Linked DNA regions of Anas platyrhynchos: region 1 is linked to region 2. Evidence: chromatin contacts called from public Hi-C data. All regions are on one chromosome and are shown on one strand. Each heading gives the region's core, a stretch centred on a gene start, on an enhancer-like site or on the middle of the called end of the contact. The rest is flanking DNA. Distances are from core to core; before and after follow the strand shown. Region 1 overlaps ARMC2 (armadillo repeat containing 2). Region 2 overlaps SESN1 (sestrin 1).

Evidence for each region. Hi-C and Micro-C count contacts between places; a contact is called where the count stands out from the background.
Region 1: a contact with region 2 is called in a Hi-C map of subcutaneous adipose tissue, with 4 times the contacts expected there. The contact joins two enhancer-like sites. A contact is called at or near these places in 3 of 8 Hi-C or Micro-C datasets (liver, skeletal muscle and subcutaneous adipose tissue).

The regions. Positions count from the first base shown.
Region 1 is chr3:73,364,293-73,369,061 of IASCAAS_PekinDuck_T2T, reverse strand. It overlaps ARMC2 (armadillo repeat containing 2), which reads left to right. Exons shown (of 21, transcript XM_072036130.1): 14 at 2,377-2,522; 15 at 4,665-4,764. Among named protein-coding and RNA genes, the nearest start is that of ARMC2, 41 kb to the left of the region's middle. Within about 2 kb of position 2,436, at least 1 of the 8 cell types and tissues checked has an H3K27ac peak or open chromatin away from gene starts, as enhancers often do. A contact at or near this core is called in subcutaneous adipose tissue, where this site is marked.
Region 2 is chr3:73,283,466-73,288,705 of IASCAAS_PekinDuck_T2T, reverse strand. All of the region lies in intron 2 of SESN1 (sestrin 1), which reads right to left. Among named protein-coding and RNA genes, the nearest start is that of CEP57L1, 17 kb to the right of the region's middle. Within about 2 kb of position 3,920, at least 4 of the 8 cell types and tissues checked have an H3K27ac peak or open chromatin away from gene starts, as enhancers often do. A contact at or near this core is called in subcutaneous adipose tissue, where this site is marked.

The DNA.
Region 1 (4,769 bases), core at 1,187-3,686, 82 kb before region 2:
CTGAGATTCCCTGATAAAGTACTAGAGGAAATGCAAGTCAATTTTCATTAACTTCACACATTCACTTACGTTGTACTTTGTAAATATTGCTGTTATTTCTAAGCCATGCAGAGATTGTATGATGCTGGTCACTTACAGTAAAATTCTTGATAATTTAAGTGCATCAGTAAAGGTTTTAGGGTTTGTAAATGTACAGAGGCAACATAAGAACTCATTTTCTATCTTACAAAAAAAGAGTGAGGAAGTACGCTGGGTAAGTCATACTACCCTATGAAAACAAGGTGTTCCACGGGCAGTAAATCTGAAGGTACCTGATCTGAAATGGTTCGGAACTTCTGGAGGGTTCTTGCAACAAGTGGTTTCTGACCATTTCCAACAAAATATTTCTGGATGTTTGTAGGATTTAAGGAATGCTCTATTTGGGAAGTGGTGATAACATGAAATTTTATCATTTAAATAACAAAATAGAAGGATTACTCCATTAGAAACTAGAGATGAGATGGTGAGTAAACGGAAAAATGCAAGACAGTAGTCCTTGATAGCATGAGCTGAGACAGTAAAACACAAATTAGTGCTGCTGTGGTAGACCTGGTGGAGAAAAAGCCACTGGTAGATGTCCCGCAGGACTGGAACAAAGTGGATGGTTATGATATTGTGTAAAGACTTTTCAGATTAGGTTGAGAGAGTGAATCACAGAGCTCTCCTACAATGTGGGTCCATTTCTAAGTGTTTTGGATTCCTCTAATATTTTTGCTTTGCAAAAGGCTTTCAGCCTTGGTCTGAATTGCTGTAGATTTATTTATTTTTTAGTATTAATTAATTTCCTGAGGTAGTTTTTCTACTTCAGCATTACAAATCTAGAGATTCAAAAACTCCTCCTTAACAGTGTAACTCCTCCACAGTGTACCTTTGTGAAGTTTGCATTTTGGAAGTTTATAATTACCTTGATTTTCCCTTGTATTAATAAAAATAAATGACCTGCAGTATTTGAACGGAGTTAAGCATTCTTTAAGCATTGATCACTGAAGTTTGTTACATGCCTGAGCCAGCAGTGCTTCCAGCTCTCTTGGCTCAACATCAGCTACTTTTAGCAGCCCTCGAGCTCCTTCCTGCTTTTCTGTGCCATGCGTACATCTGGTTGCTGCTGCACAGCAGCAGAGCACTGAGAAAACTATTTGCTAGTTAGAAATAACTTTGTTTGCAGAAGTTCCTGTTGTCTGACAAAAAGCAACTTTCCTAAAACTTGTAGTATATGAAGACATGTACATTTTTGCCAAATTTGCTAAGATTGACAGCAAAGCTTTTGGAGGACGGACCGAATTGCTGTTGTGCTTAGTGACCTATGAGCAAAAGCTGCTCAAAGGCAACAACTCAACCTGCTCTTTGACTGATTTTTTCCTTCCAAATGATCAATTGCATATCACTGGGCAATCAGGACAACTCAGAGATGAAATACTTCATTTCTAGAGTTTTATGTGATTACAGAAAATTTGAACAAATAGTCTTTATGCCTTATATTTAAACCCGTATTGGTTTAATACTTGGCTCTTAAAATAAGGAAAATTTGAAGACTGTTCCTATTCACTTTAAAACAAATGATCTCATGTTAATTTTATAGGTTCTGGTTTAGATCAAAAGTTAACTTACATGTCATTGTCTGTCTGACCTTGGTGTTTAACTACCCTTAACTAGGAAGAGAACCAGAGCATCTCAAACTATGCAGTAGCTGATTCATTGTGCATATTTACAGGTGATAGATTATTTTATGCTTTAAGTTCCTTGAAATAGAACAGTGTGAAAATACTTCATTTCCTCCAAAATAAACTTGGGCTTCAGCTTTTAATTTATATATTGATTGAATGCCAGATTTCTCTTGACCTTGATGAAAATTTGTTAATCAAATATAAAATTCAATACAATTTATTTAACAATTCATCTTCATTTGTCACTCACAGTTATCAAAATATGTATTGGATATCAGTACTAATTTGCAAGGCTTAGATGTAAATTTACAAAATCAGATGTTATTTAACATATCACATTAACTGTTCCCACAGCATTTCACTGAATTTCCAGTTAACACGTGGTCATATCCATGCGTGGGAAAGAACGTGTTTTCCTCCAAGAGGGTACATGCAGGCAACGACCAGCATCAATCCTTCACTTTCAAACATTTATTTTAATATACACGCTTTTGTTACTTCCACATTTCCTGTTATGATTTATTGGCAAATACCTACCTGCAGAATATTAACAGGATATTCGGTCTGCCCGAGACATTATAAATGAGACCCGAGCTTTATGAAACTTTCAAAACAGTATGGATTCTGTAGTAAACAGCTACGATTAATGACTCTTTAAATATTCTGTACGCAGCTGACAGCTACTTTGCGAAACTTGGCTGATTTACCTCAGGCAAGATGCCAACTCATTTGCAGCGGTGCAGTCTCTGAGCTCTGTGTGGCGCTAGAGCAACGTCTGAACGATAAGGATGTGTGCACCTACATCGTCAGGATTTTCAGGTAAGTTTGGAACACAATTCTGCCTATTTCTGCTTGCAGTCAAGTCAGCATTACTCCTTCAAGTGGCCTCAAAGTGGGCAGCATCAGGTACTAAAACTGGAAGGTTTATTTTCATTTAATTAGATTGGTTTTGAAAAGGTCTGCATAGTTTTTAATGATTTTATATTATAATAATGTCTTTACTTGTACTGATAGGATTCTTTAATATCATCCATACAAACTTGGATTCGTTCTCCCAGGTAAGAATATTTTCTTGTATTGTGTCACTCTCCATTCACACAGATTCAGATTTTTAAAGTACCTTTTCAAATATGTTAGAATTGCATAAATGATTCATGATTAAGTTAATTATCAATTAATTTAATCAATTTAACTTAATGATTACTCCTATTTAGGATTAATCCTATTTTAGGCCATGATTTTAAAAAGGTGCAGGAAATTACCCAATATTAAATTATATAGGGGACTGTATTGTAAAATACAGTAAAAAAAAAAATAAATAAATCCATGCTCATTGTTTTGAACGGTTACAGCCTGTTTGAGGACATTAATCTGTGGGATCAGGGCCTGAGTGTGCAGATGGAAGCACTGAAAGAATCTCAGTTTTATGGGCAGCTCAATGGCTGCTTCCCAAGATGTGCTTTAGTAGAGGGAGATCAGTGTGAGTGAATCACCCCCAAAAGATTCTTTTGTAGTCTCAATAGTTTCTCAGTTGAAAAGCTTCCAGTTACCAAGCACAAGCTTGCAATACCCAGTGCTAAATGGACTTACAAACAATTTGAGGATTTTATAGAAGTTGTGAAATTAATTGTTGGCAATTTCAGGAGAAGTTGGATTATGAACACAATTTATGAATGCCATTCTGGGTGAAGTGTTTGCTGTTGCTGCTTTGTTACTGTCATGAGTCATGTTGCCTGTGGCTCCACATTCATTGAGCAGCCATCCTGGTATGGACTTTTCCCCTTATTCAGCCCCTCCAAATTATCCATCACGTTCTCCTTGATAGATGAGATTGGGTTGCACTTGGAAGAGCAGCTACACAACAATCTGTCATTCCTCCCTTCCCAGAGTTAAAAACAGGCAAAGTCTGCTCCTTTGCTCTGTGTGTTCTCTGTAAGGTGTGTGAATTGTTCCTCAGTTCCATGCCACCTTGTCTGCATTTGTCTCTCTAATTTTACTTCTAAAAATTAGTAAAATTCTTGTAAAATTAGTACTTCTAAAAATTAGTAAAATTCTAGCTGTGATTACAGATCAGTTAGAGCATATCTACCTCTAAGAAGAGAGCGTGTTTCTTTTACTTGGTAAAACACCATGGAAAGTGTGGCTGGTTAGGTAATGTTTTTGTAATTGCACTGTACTTCTGACAGGGGCATCTACTTGATCTAGAATTCAACGTGGAGAAAAAGTAATTTGTCTTATTTAAAATTTCCGGCTGCTTCAATTTTTTTTTCTTACGTTCAGTGATCTGCATGCTCTAAGGATACAAATTAGCCATAAAATCAATTTAATTAGCTTCCTGGAAATTGCAATCACCAAAAAAAAAAAAAAAAGTTCTATACAGTATGGAATACAGATTTGAATTTTGTTCTGTTTTCCAGTAATATGGAATAATTATTCTTTTTCAGTAGCTTTTAGGCAGCTTTTCCTTGGAGAACATGCTCAGATCTATTCAGATTCCTCAGTTCTTTTAGTTTGTAAGTCTTGCTGTAATTGGACATTAGATATTGTGACTGCAAGGTTTGTTCTCCATGTTTGTTGGTGAGAGAGATGCTCTGTCAGTGCTGACATTGGGCTCTACTAGGCTTGTGTTAGGAAGGGAGTCCTTTATTCCTCTTCGTCTGTCTTCCCATGTCACCTTATGGTTCTTCCATTTAATACTAAGAAGTGCTGCTGTTAATTTATTGTGTCAAATGGCAGGCAGGTTGGGAAGCTCCTTACATTTGTTTCTTTCCAGAATTCATCGTCATATGTGACTGTTTGCAATTTATTAGAAGTCAAAGTAATGGCATTCATTCCACTTGTTGGAAAACATGGCTCTGAGAGGCAAAAGCAGAGTGATTTTTAGTTTTACTTTTTTAATCTTTTGTGGGAAAAAAAAAAAGTACATGTATTCATTTATATTTTATTTTTGTACCTTTGTAGCAAACTTTCTTCCTATGATGACTTCTGTGCAGCTTTAGCAGACTGCTCCAGATGTTACGTCTTATTTTTAGCCCTACTAAGCAAACACCAGAAGCAGCAGGTCAG
Region 2 (5,240 bases), core at 2,671-5,170:
ACTGGGGAGATAGTACAAAAGGTCGCTGTGCAAACATGCCTTAAAAAAGGCATGCCAAATTAACCTAGAAGAATAAAAATACTGCTAGACGTACCTGCTTGCAGCTCTGAGAGCCGTATCGTCGATTTACGCGGATGCTGCTAAGTTGTCATGCTCTGTCAAGCAGCTGCAACACCAGATCGCTGCTCCCCACAGGCTGACAGTTTTTCTTTCATTCGGGATTTCAGACAGCTACACGTTGTTTGCCCTATTTCCTCACCTCCTGCCCTGCCCCAGCAGCACGTTTCTCTATGACGCTCCTATGGGTGCGTCAGAGGCACGCATTGCTGCAGAGCAGCCCGCTGCATGATGCAAGCACCTGCAATCTGGAAGGACTGGGGCTGGCAGAGGCATGGTGCTGTACACACTTCATAGGCACATGAGGTCAGGTCCTGTCTGTACAGTCGATGCCGAAATCAATAGCTTCACGCAGTCAGTGGCACTGAACATAGGTTGATTTTGTGACATACCTGTCTTTCTCTGTTCTACACGGGAAGAATATTTGGGTAAACGTGTTGAAGGAAGGCTTAAAAGGCAGGCATAAGACTGAAAGCCACCTCAGATAAGTTTTCATAAGTGTCACAGATGTTAAAAAAAACTTGAGGTCACTCAATCACGTTTGCATTTGGGGTAGGAAGTCTTGAAGTTAAAGACAAGCCTAAATACAATACCAAATTGAGCATGAGACAAATACAAACAAGAGGGTTGTGCTAAGACTGGGCAGCACTTTTCAGAGTAATGGAGGGAAAACATCAAGATTTCAGATACAGAGCACTATAAGAATATTATAAGCAAACAGTAAGATGATGGCAAAAGTTGCACACAAGAGCAATTGAGAAGACAAAGTTAATGAGAAACTTGGGACGGGAAAGACTGAAAGTTCGACTTGGGATTTGCTAACTACAGTAGGCATCAGATGTAAACATGAACTTGGTCTGTGCACAGAGGACTCAGACAGGAAAGAGAAACCACAAGTCAGACACCAAGAGGCAGTCTACCTCACAGAATCATCTAGGTTGGAAGAGACCTCCAAGATCACCGAGTCCAACCTCTGACCTAACACTAACCAGTCGTCCACTAAACCATATCACTGAGCTCTACATCTAAATGTCTTTTAAAGACCTCCAGGGATGGTGACTGAACCACTTCCCTGGGCATCCTATTCCAATGCCTCAAAGAAAATTAATAGAGAAAACATTGAAGGGTCTGGTGTAGGTTAAAAAGACTACAACAATAATCTACTGCAAGTTTAATTAACCTGGACATACAGAACAAAAACACTACCATTAAAAAACAAACAAAACCATCTTTAGCCAAGCATAAAGATGTTTATCAAATGGATGTTACTGCTCACACCGCTTTCATTTCCAAATTCTTCCAGTCTAACATTTACAGGTTCCACACTTCCCTAAGTTACAGGGCTTTGTGAAATGCCTAATACCTCACTGCCAAGTATTCTTCTGACTTAGCAGGATATATACTATTTCATTCCAATGGTACAGAGTTACCTGCAAGCTGGTACAAAATTGACATGAGAGAGATGATTCTACTGCTTTCTTATCTCAACGACCTAGCATGGAGTGAACTTCTCCCTATCAGACTATTAAAAGGCTAAAAGCAAGCAAAAGAAAGTGTTTTGAAAATTTTGTCCATTAAAATCTGCACATTCCACAGGGCACTTTCATGGAAAAGAACACCCAACAAGCAGCCAGAGGTGGATACATTTTAGTAAGATCATAAATGTTCCCCTATTCGCTATACTTTTTCCTCATACCATTCCCTACTGCTCCATATAAGCACCCAGACAAAATTCTAACTTACTGAGAAATATTGCTTATTTTTAAATGTTCTCATGCAATAAATAAATAAATACATAAATTACAAACTTAAGTATGGAACTTTCCTTACCCTAAATGTACCCTAAATGAAAGAGAGGTGACTCAAGCATAAGAAATTTTTTTCTAATTTCCCAACCTACTGCACTGATCCCTCTTCCACCAGCTGATACCTCTCTTTCCCACTTCAGAAGTGGAAACTAGACTTCACCTCTTGTTTTACCTCTGAACAAGGCAACCAGCATGCATTTCAATCCCTGCTCAGTTCTGAGCATGGCTCCTCCAGCACCTCTGCACAAGGCTCTGCCTAGCTCCAATCTCACCCAAAGCCTTAGCCCTTCGAGAGGCTGGATGGATCTCGAGCCAGAGGTGCAACTCCGTCTGTCATTAACTTGAAACCTCATGTTATATTCTTCTACCTTAAGAAAGAAAAGAAATGACTAGAAGCAATGGGATCCTCATTCCACAAAAGCCTAATGCTGGAGATAAAAGCCTGTTATCCCCCTCAGCTTGAAACTTTATTCTTTTAGAAGTTAAAGTTCATAAAGTAACACTTGGAAGACGTAAATTGTTGGAGCCCAAAGAGTGTGTTACTTTTTCTTTACATCTGCTATTCCTGGAGTCTCTTGGCTCCACGCATAGGACCAGCTATAGTCACTAAAGCCTCTACTAGTCACCCATCCAGCTGGGTCTGGTAACCAACAGCCTCACTGACAAACATTTTAGGCCCACAATGGAACAAGTCACTGTGGGATAAAATACTTTAATAAACATAGTTTAGGCTTGGGAGATTCCCAGATTTCCAGCACAGAAAAATCAAACACTAGCAGTTGGACATTACACAAGCACAATCTCCCTACACCCCTGCCTTCCCTGCTTCCAGACACTCGGCATAACAACACACAATAAAGAACCAAATACAGTCCATCCCTCCTCTAAAGAAGGCTGATAACTGAACCTTAAAAGAAAAACTACCTTTTTATTTTCACGTGTTTTCAATTTCTTGCTTCTTTATCTGATATTTTGAAGATTAAGATTTCACAAGAGGGAAGGGATCGTCACAGAGGAAGCCTGCTCCATTTTTCTGGTTGTTTTTTCAGAAACAAACAAACAAAAAGAACTGAAAAACCCACACCATTTTGAAGTTCAGTATTTATACTCCAGACTTCTGACGTTCAGAAAAGCTTTTACAACTAGGCCATCACTAAACATTCACCCCAGGAATTGTGTAACTAATTCATGTCACTTGGAGGGGGCTGGGGGAAACTATTAGCCCAGCCTTGTGGGAAAACAGGGAAAGAAGTGGCCATCATCTGCCACCTTCTTTAATCTTGTGCCAAGAGATTAAACCAATAATTGTCTACAGCATCACTTTGTGTTTGGCATTTGCTACATTTCCTTCCTTTCCAAAATCTTTTAAGAAAAGGTATTTGAAGATGATGGGATATATGCCTTAACATGTAGGCATGCTTTAACACAGAAATCAAGGCAAGCTTTTACCATAAGTTCACACAACTGCAAACAATCAATTTACCACGGCTGGGAGTTAAAGTCTTGTCAATTCAGCCACAGCAACTGGCCATGTATTTCCCATTTAACACAGCAAATCAGACAAGTCAGTTTTTACAGATGAGCTACTCAGAACTTCATTAAGACATGGTAGTTTTTAGTTCACAGGCAGTCATGTGAAGAACCCCTAAATCAGAAAGCTCTGTTAGGAAGGGAAGTGCTGCAGCATACCCGGTGAGATCAGTCTCAGAGAAAGACTCGTTTGCTCTTCGGGTTCCAGATTTTCACAGCATTGCTTGCAGAACCTCTGCAGTTCTGGGATGCTTGTGGCCATCCACTGCGAGTAAGACACAGCTGCACATGGATCTGTGTTTGAATGAAGCGCTATTAAACAGAGTTGAAAGACAGCGTCACTAAAGAGACATGTATTTCAGCTCCTATTGTTTGATATAATTAGGGGATGGGGAAACAAGAAGGCCTCGGCACATTTAATATGTGCTATTATGTCATCTGGTTGCATGTTTGCTAAAGGCTTACTTCATTTGGCCTGAATATAAACTTGGAAGAACTTCAGGTTCTTTTAATGGTAATGATCGAGTTCCTGTACAGTACAGTCAAGTAAAAAAGCTTGACACGGGTAAACGTTAATAGCAATAAGATTACATTTTTCTCTTTGAGAAGAATTTAACTTTACCCTGTATTAAACTCAGTACAGCATATGCAGTTTTGCTCTTCCTCCACACCATCCTGCTGCTTCTGGGACTTTGTTTCAGCCACTCAGCTGCATTGGTGCAGGTTACATATTTACATCTTGCTGCACCTGGCTTTGGAAAGCAAGTTGAAAGTCCACCAAAGAGCAAGTGCCAAACTGTAAAACAAAGTCATATACAAACAACACCGGAATTTTGAATTACTTTTCCTTTCTAGATCACCATGTATTCCTCTAAAACCAGAAATAAGTAGGGCAAACTCCCAAATATAAGATGCAAGGGACACCCAGTTCTGGTTCAGGCGCCCACAAAGACCCTGCAGAGCCATTCAAGTGTAAAGAAAGACTGAACCCACAGTGCCCTCATGTGTGAGGGGATGTGAAGTGGAAGTATGGACATAGATTTGGAAGAGAAAAGCTCTTGGGCTTTAAAAAAGAACCTTCGCTAATGGAAAAACACATGTCCTTGTACCAAAAAAAAAAAAAAAAAAAGAATTTGCCCTTTTTCATTACAGACTACGTACTATAAACAGGTGCAAGAAACAAATGACAAACAGCTCAATTTTCAACTGCCTTTTCAAGTGCTTGTGGGCTGAAAGTTTCATGTTTGTTCTTACCACAGGAATGCAACAAAAGTAGTTACCTGGTATAGAAGCCTTTAAATAGTATTTAAAAGAAGAAGTATCTTAGTAGAGGATCAAATTTTACACTGCAGAGACAAGTCCAATGATACTCTGAACAACAACACTTTCTCAGTGCCTGGACCTCAGAGCACTTCAGTCTATCACCAAGGAATGCAACACTAATATTTATTGTATTTATATAAAGGTTGTGAGGGCAATGCACCTTATACTAGCATTCTCAAAAGCCTACAGATCAAGTTGGGAGCCACCTAAATTAGCCATCAGGAAGCCCTGAAGACCAGAGTGCATCTTCAGCCTTATCTCTCAGTGTGCTAGGGCTTGCTGCCCACCACCAAAAGGACCTGCATCTATTCAAGACCACAACCTGAAGCCCAGAGACTGGCTCTTTCACCTCAGTGGTTAGATCCCTTTAGTAAGATAAAGGCCAAGTTCAAGTTATTAATAAGCCCAAAGCCATTTCAACGTCTCCTCCCGAAAACACAAAAGTTGAGCTGCTTAATGATG